2 separate regions of the Mus musculus genome follow, and region 2 is linked to region 1. The links are chromatin contacts, called in public HiChIP or PLAC-seq maps. All regions are on one chromosome and are shown on one strand. The core of a region is the stretch at or near the end of the contact, and the rest is flanking DNA. Distances in the headings are between cores, read along the strand shown. Region 1 holds the start of Ngf (nerve growth factor). Region 2 has its middle 35 kb from the start of Gm40112.

Evidence for each region. HiChIP or PLAC-seq counts read pairs in DNA pulled down with a chosen protein or histone mark.
Region 2: an HNF4G HiChIP or PLAC-seq map of pancreatic cancer cells shows a contact between it and region 1. The contact joins the enhancer-like site here to the promoter of Ngf in region 1. A contact is called at or near these places in 5 of 39 promoter capture datasets (the HPC-7 cell line, the SN4741 cell line, frontonasal cranial neural crest and 2 more), 2 of 484 Hi-C or Micro-C datasets (embryonic fibroblasts and nephron progenitors), 4 of 115 datasets of contacts at active chromatin or transcription factors (the NIH/3T3 cell line, embryonic fibroblasts, heart atrium and 1 more) and 2 of 9 other capture datasets (adipose tissue and liver).

Annotation. Positions count from the first base shown.
Region 1 is chr3:102,467,330-102,471,510 of GRCm38.p6, reverse strand. It overlaps Ngf (nerve growth factor), which reads right to left and starts at 1,592. Exons shown (of 3, transcript NM_001112698.2): 1 at 1,551-1,592.
Region 2 is chr3:102,657,154-102,661,137 of GRCm38.p6, reverse strand. No RefSeq gene overlaps it. Among named protein-coding and RNA genes, the nearest start is that of Gm40112, 35 kb to the left of the region's middle. Within about 2 kb of position 1,562, at least 32 of the 459 cell types and tissues checked have an H3K27ac peak or open chromatin away from gene starts, as enhancers often do. A contact at or near this core is called in pancreatic cancer cells, where this site is marked.

The DNA.
Region 1 (4,181 bases), core at 343-2,842:
CCAGCTGCGTGTCCCCTGTGAACCTCTGGGAATACCATCTATGATGAGTTAGTAATTCAGGTTGCCAGGCTGACACATGGCTTACTCAGCAGACGAAAACCGAATGTGGCCCGTGACTCTGGAGAGAGGGGAAGTTTCATTTGGTAGAGAACTGTTACACTGGCCAAGCAGGGTGGTAAGGGCGACTGCACTGCCCTCTGAACTGCTGGGAGAGGGGCAGGCAGCCCTTTTCATCAGTTATAACTGAGTTTCAGGAGTTCGAGACCCTGAGGAGACGTTATGGATGGGACCTCTGTGGCTAGTTCTGAGTTTGCAAAGTTCAGCTGGCCATGCCTATGGGGAGAGTAGACTGGTACTGCCAGAGAGGACTCTGGGAGGATGGGGGCAATACATCAAATGGCTTTTCTCCAGGGTTTCCATTGGCCTCCCATGATAGATGGGGGCAGAGGCACCCAGGAGAGCAGTATTTTTGGTCTGCAGCTGGGAACGTGCACTGAGTTTTCCTTAATACCCACAGCACCCAAAAGACTTCGTAGTAATACACTTTAACGCACGAAAGACCCATAAATTATCCTTCAAACTGCACAATTTCCAGTCTGGAACAACTTGGAAAAACCAGCCTAACAAGCAGGCTCTTCTTGACTCTCTGAAGTAAACCTGATGAGAAAGGTCAAGCCAAAAATCACCTTCCTTATGAATCTCAGAAAGTTTTAGGAAAGCAAGAGCATTGTAATCAAACGGTGCTAAAGACGCCTTATGTTTACATTGGATTCAAGTTTCAACACCCTGACCCCAGAATCCTCTCTCCCTCCCCTGCAGCTTCTCTGCCTGAACCCAAGAGCGACCGCTGCCCTTCCCAATCCCGGGTGCCAGCCTCTGCCACACCTGGCAGCAGACAGCTGAATGTACTGGGTGACCCAAGCAGTAAGGCTATGCCTTGGGATGCCCAGCAGGCCCCACCGAGGACCCTGGTGCTCGGCACTTGGAACCCAAGCTTCCAGAATCAACCCTTGGTACCCACAATATTACACTCTGAACCCTGCTACAAACACCGAGTCTAGATCACCCTGGCTGACAGTCCTCTTACCTAGGAGCAGAGAGGCGCTCTTGGGTCTGTGAGCACTGCCCAGTCGGCGTGCTGTGCACTCGCCCTCTACCGCGCGCGGGCTACTGTTCCGCCACCCCAGCGCGCTCGCAGCGCGCGCATCCCTCACTCCAGGCTCTCTTGAGCGCTGTCCCCTTCTAGCCTGAGAGCTCAGGCTGGGCAATGCAGCTTCTGCAGGCGCCAGTGTTGACTTTGGTACTTCTGGTCATCCAGGAACAGGGAATTTCACGACCAGGGAGACCCTCACTCCCTTCGCTTCCCTTGCGTGCCCACGATCTCGTGTTCCTACATCTACTCGGGACAGTTCTTTCAAGGGTGCGCTTCAGCCCACAAAGATCTAGCTAGACAGGGATCCAAGCACACCGTCCCAGGGAGCCCGGCAACCCCAGTCCGCCGCACCGCGTTGCACCCGTATCGGGGCTCGGCTCAGAGAAGCCTGACTCACCGATGCGCTCCCCTCCGGCTCCAGGCGCTCTCTGCCGTGCTGGAGCACAGAGCTTCTTTAACAGGCTTCCTGACTGTATTTAGCCCCTCCTCCAGGCTCGTCACACCCTCTCCAAATCCTGCCCCCCACTCACCCGACCCCTCCCTCTCTGGCCAACTCCAATCCCAGCCCGCACCTGCTGTGACTAGACCCAGGGGTCCGGGTTGTAAGGGTCCTGGGGACAAGGGATGGATAGCTCCCGAGTTGATGGGACATAGCCAGGAAAAGCCAGTCAGGGAAGAATTCAAAACCCCTGGTTTAGATGAAAATGCATGGTGGGGGGAGGTCACAGATGCAGAGAGAGATTTTCTAGGGCACCAGGCAAGGTAGCTGGCTCCAAACACCAATGGGCAGACAGGCTGAGCAGGGCTGAGTTGATTGGCTGAGTTGGAGTCCCTTTACCTCTTCCCCTGGCTCACTGCCTTGCTAGCCTCCTGGGGTGACTTAGTCTTCTTTGGTGGCCAGGATATCAGGTGTTGCTATCTCTGCAAATCTGAGAGCTGAAGGAACACTGAGAACACCCACAACACCGGAAACTCCTGGATTGGCCAGTGCCAGGGGTTGCTCTGAAACCAGGCAGAAGCAGAATTAACTAGAATGTCAAGACAGAGGTATATCTGCCTGAGGTCAAAGGAAGAGGACCTTAGGTGTTCAGATTACCCCAACTCCCACTCCCACTGCCAGCCTTAGCACTGGCATTGCAGGGGCCTCCCAGGAGAGCTGGTCCCTTGGAAACTGTAGATGGAACTGTGTCTGTATGTGCTCCCTGCGTGTTTCTAGATCTGGGGTCCTAGGGCTTCTGTCGGTTTTTAGGAGTCAGTAAACACAGACCCAGGAGAAAGCCAGGCCTTCTGCACCACCCCAGGGCTCACCTCAATTCTCTCTCACCTCTTTTGTCTACTTACTTATGGTGGGGGGTCCTCAGTTGGCCCTCCAGAATGTCTTGGATCTGATAGATTCAGGAGCTGATGGGGTCTTCCCCGTTTGACCTCCCCTTCCTCTATGGTGTTTACACCTCAGCTTCAAGGGAGAAATATGCCCTAAGTCAGCTTTTTCACCAAATGTGCACTAACAATTGTAATAAAATTCTATGGATTTTGGAAATGAACACACACACACACACACTTGTGTGAAATGACTTACTTCCTTCGGAAAGACATGTTCTATGCCCCACCCCCACCTTCATGAATGCCACAGGAAGGAATGGATGCAGGAAAGTGAGTGACAGAGGGAAGGTAAGGTACGAAGGTGACACCTTAGTCTAGGCAAGAATCATGCTCCATGAAGTTGGGATGGAGTGAGGCCCAGGTGGTCCTTTTTCCCCATTGAAGGTCACGTGGGAAGGAGAGGACCTATTGATGTATTTCCAGTCCTCTGAATTTCAACTTCCCTTTGACTTTGACTTTGTCCCCACACCTACCATCATGCCATTTCAGGTACTCTGGGGAGGATGAAGGAAGAAGAGAGTGAACTTTTTTTTTCCTTGTTAATGCTCTGTGAGGTCCAGGCTGGTGGATGAACACACATTAGGAGTAAAGGTGAGAGACCAGGCAACACCAGAATAGCAGAAAACAGAGCTGACATCATGGCCATGATGCTCTGTGAGGAAACTTATCACTGTTAATGAAAAACTAACAATTACCAGATAATAGGATACATTTCTCCATTAATCATTTCACATATAACACTGTATTTTTTTTAAAGCACAAGCTCAAATAATAACTACCTGTGCATTCAGGGGTGGAACTACAAATGACACAAGCTGAGCTTTTGTTTGTGTCCTTGTGGTGTCACCTTGAAGGACAGAAGGATTTCAATCACTTGTGTTTTTTCCAAAAGAAGAAATTTTAAAAAGCAAAGTGAGTAAGATCTAAGCCCAGCTGTCCTGCCCCCAAATTGTTGTTCATATTTACACGTCTTGATAAAAGTTCATTGCTAGCTCTAACTAGATCTGTTTCTGTCCCTGAATTTGAAGGATCTTAACCAAGTATGAATATATAAACAGCAATCATCATTTACCGAGTTTACTCTGCTGTGTACTGGGAGATGGCTGCCACCTGCTGCCACAATTGTTCCCATGATGGCTTGATTATTAGGTCCTACCACACTATTGGTCTCCCCAGGACCTGGCACAGGGACCTGATATGGTGATAGCCACTTGTGGGTGTCAAATAATCCATCCATCCTGGGTTGATTTTCATAACAGCTCAGCCTGGTTTCCAATGACCATAGTCCAGTGCCTACTCTTTTTGCCTTTTCCCCTTTCAAGGACTCCCACAGAAGTGTCCTCCTGGGTCACTGAGCAAAGGACCTCAAGGCCTGGCTCAGTTGCATTTACAGGAATGAAAACCAGCTGAGAGGGCAGTGACCAGGAGGCATGGTGCCAATCAGCAGAGAATGAGAATATTTTGATGTGCTAGATTTTCTCGAAAGAGCTTTTTATCCAGGGCATCAAAATAACCAGCAGCTGATGCACGTGCTGGCTTGGAGGACAGCGGGACAGCTTGTGGTGTGTACGGTAATTGTTGTTATTTCTGAGGATGTAGAAGCCTGCAGCCATTGAGAGCCTCATCAACAGCAACACAGCGCCGC
Region 2 (3,984 bases), core at 313-2,812, 190 kb before region 1:
TAATACCAACATGTAAGGATTTAACCAAGTGGCTCCAAGGGAACAGCTCAATGTTCCATGCCACTGGAAAGCTCTCCCGTCACAGTGAACTCTCTCTTAGTTGATTGGAATGACAGTGTAGGGGTACGGTTAAGGCCTGGCCTGAAACAAACCCAACCAAAGTCCATTCGAAGGGTTTTTGAAATCTTTAGACATATTTTATAGGAAAAAATCGCTGGTTATACATATTCCTATCGCAAGTAACAGATGCAATTGTAAGCAAGATCTCAGAGGAGAATCAATTTTAGGCCATGAATAAGAACTTTGCAGAAGAAAAAGAGTAATGCGTTTGAAGTTAAAAATCCATCCCTCCTTTCCCCTCTCCATGCCTTCTGTGTCTCTGTCACTTCTTTCTGTGGCATGTAGTGACATCCTGGGATTGACTTAAAAATAATGCCAAACAACATCCACAGAAAACTGTGTTGACACTCTGGAAATGGATGTCTGGTAATGCAGAAGATGGATCCGGGGAGACCCAGGAACTCACACTAAAGGTAAAGATGAAGAACTTGGAGGAGGACATTTTATGAGTACAGGAAAAACCATTTCTGAAATAGTATATGATTGTAGGTACTCTGTGACTCAGACATTTTCAGTCATATTTTTTTTTCAATGTAAGTGGACATTTAACTCTTTCATCTACTGCCTTCCATGCTTGAGGGCTAACACCGGGGAGAGCACCTTCTGGGTTCTAAGCCCTAGGGACTCAGGAGTGAGTGGGTTTTCTCTCAGCCCCACTTCTCAGGTAAGCTTTATCTCCCCTTACCATGGACCCACTGTTTGGGCTTTCCTGGTTATGGCTTGGGGAAGCAGCTCCCGTCTCCCCATCTCACCTCAGCTTTCAATTTACCTGTGGAAGGCACAGATGCTAAGATTGTCATTCCTGAGCAAGTCTGTTCATAATATCCCAGGAAGGTGATCCAGACAGACACGGGTTAGGTTGGGTCTCATCCCTGGACTGCTCAGCTGTGACCACATTTTACCTGTTCCGCTTGACTTGTGTGTGACTGGAAACACAGTGGACATTATTAGAGACATAACATTTGGTGTGTGTGTGGAGGAAACCAACATTTACAGGTCTGTGTATGGTAGAAGATGGGAGGGTTTTGGGCAGTGAGTAACATGTGAAGATGTGCATTTGGTTTTCCTGTGAGGAATGACATCATTGGCAAAGACTATGAATAGACTTTCAGAAGAGTGTATGAGAGGAACCAGGGATCTTTTGAGACCCTGAAGAGTTTTGAAATAGACAGTGATGGCCCGCAGTGAAACTATGTTTCCTGCCAATCTTCTAGGAACTGACAGAAGCTGAAGACAGCAGAAGGAAGAGGGGGCAGTTGGTGGATGAACTCTGAGGAGAGATGAACACACTCAGACATAGCTGGTGGAGGGGTTTCCCGTCCTGCGCCCTGGCTTCCCGTTTGTGGAAAAACATTCTCTCTGGAGTCAGACAAGCATAGAGAATCTCTGACAAGACTTAATGGTGACAAAATGTGAGGACTCATGAGTCACCCTGGCTGGTGCTGTCTGCTGAATGTGTGGGCCCAGATGCAAACACACACCTTACACAAGGGCAGGCTCACTGGTTAACAATGACTCAACAGAGGTGGTACAGATAAACGGGATGACTCACAAGTTCAAATTCTGCAGTTCCTTCCTGTGGTTGGAGGACAGGTGATTTTCAGAGTGATCACCTCCGAGGGCCACTTTCTCCATGTCTTATCTTTAATTCTCCAGGTCAGTTCAGCCTTTTGGGACATCTGTGCTAGAGATTAGGCCAGCCATATTAGGATCTTAGCCTGTTAGTCGGTTTTCTCTGAGATACCCGTCGTCAGCTTCTTTATTCTAATTGTTCATCCACAACTTTTCTATTCTCATACATGCATGTGGGGTGCTGGGGTGCCTGCCTGAGGAGTGATACAGATTTGAAGTGCCTCTGAGGGCTGTCCGGAACTTGCTTTATGTAGAATTTGTTTCAGTTGGAGACTCTTCAGCCCTCTGCCTCCACGTGCGTATGTGTGTGTGCATGTGCATGTGTGCATGTCTAGGGCAACGGTGTAGTACCAGCAGGGAAATATGGCCCAGAAAGTCCTCGGACCTTTCTCACTCTCACTTACTAATCATGCCGAGCCTTGGGCAGGATATTTGACTGCCATTTTTCTCACTTGTAAATTAACCTCCTCTATGAGGGTGATAGAAGAATAAATGTGACATTTCTGTAACATCTCTGTCTGGAACATCACACACCAAGTTGTGCTGATTGAATTGGCATGATTTCCGAGGATCCTTTTCTGGGTGGTGTTTCTACGCAATATCTGACCAGGGCCATGACTGCTGGCGTATGAAGGCCTCTCTAGAAAGGGATCATTTTCCTTGTCCCCCTAATGTGACTCCAGCTGACCGGCCTATGGTTCTGAATATTGGATACAGGTTGTTCTCTGCAGGAGGGTCCCCGGGCTGAAGGATCGTGGACTCCATGCGTGTTCCCTCCACCTTTCTTGGGGCTTAAGACCCCGTATTTTGAGCCTCAGAGAACCTGGCATAGCATGTGTTGCTCATCCAGGATCTCACCTGGGACTGGAGAGAGTATAAAGTTACTCTTGCCTGAGCCACACTGCCTTTGCATACTCGGCTTCCTCCCTCTGAAGCAGTCTTCTCACATCTGGAGCAAACCTTAGTCATTCTTTAGCAGGCTGCTCATTGCAAAGCATTTTCTGGCCATGCTCAGGGAATTCCGTTGCTCCCTTTTCTGTGTACCCCAGCTCTGTGCTGGTGCCTATGTCTAAGCTCCTGTTAGTTACCTGCGGCTTGGGACTGTCAAGGCTGTTCAATTTCATCGGCTCCCCTGCTGGTTCTGTTTTCTGCATTGTAAAGTCATTCTCTTGGTTCCCAAGGGCACTCTACTTTCTCTGGCCCCAAGCTTGTATACATGTCAGTCCCTCTTCTGACAGCCCTGCAGACGACCCCTGTCCCGTGCGTCCTTGGCCTCAGCCTGTATGGAGAGCTTCTATGGGGAATGTTGCCAAGCATGTGCATCTAAGGTGGTATTCCCGTGGATTCTGTGGTCCCATGGATTCTCTTAGTCCCTGTCACGTCTCTGCCACTGCATCACCTGCCTGGCTGGACTGTGTGTGAGGGAATGGGATTCTGTGGCTTGCTCTACGCTACATTCCAGATTCTGGCACTGGCCTAGAGTAGCCACTTGCCACATCGATTTTCATGTCCGTTTGTTTCTTGCCAAAAAGTGTTAGCTCCTTGGAGAGGAGCCGATCTCCATGCCAAGCCTGTCTCCAGTGTCACTGTGGGCTTCTCACTCAGGCTGACTTATGCCATGGACTCCTAGGCCCCATTACAGCAAACTCCAAACTTTTTTTTTTTGCCATCAAATTTCTTTTTTTAGCATCAGAGAAGGAAGAAGATGGCAGAAGTCCCAGAGACCTGGCTCTGTGCAGATTGCAAAGGCTCCTCCATCTCTGGCAGGTGGTCCTGCCTGCCTTCCTTCCCTTCTTCTCCTCTCGTCCCTTTGCCCTGCCCCTCCCCACCTCCCCAGCTGAGCTGTTACTGGCAGTTAATATTTCTGAGCTTTTCTGAAGGCTGAGAGGCGCTCTGGCCTCGATGGAGAGTGTGGATCAGTTTTGTCCAGGCATGGGCCTGCCACGCTTAGTAACTGTTCCCTCAAATCTGGTCACTGCCAATCTGACTCTGCCTTCTTCATTTGATCAATATGTCGAGTGCTGGGGTCAATGGGAGTTGTCCCATGGGTTCCTGGCTCATTTATTAAAAATGTGGAACAATTTAAGCTCTTGCTGCACTGACTGCAAGGCCCCGTGCACATGTTTCCAACAGGCCAGGGGGAGGGGTGGGGCTTCGAGGTCAAGTTTCAGATGCGATTAATTCAATGTAAAGGTGAGCTTGCCAGGCCTGGAAGAAAGAAAAACTGACAGT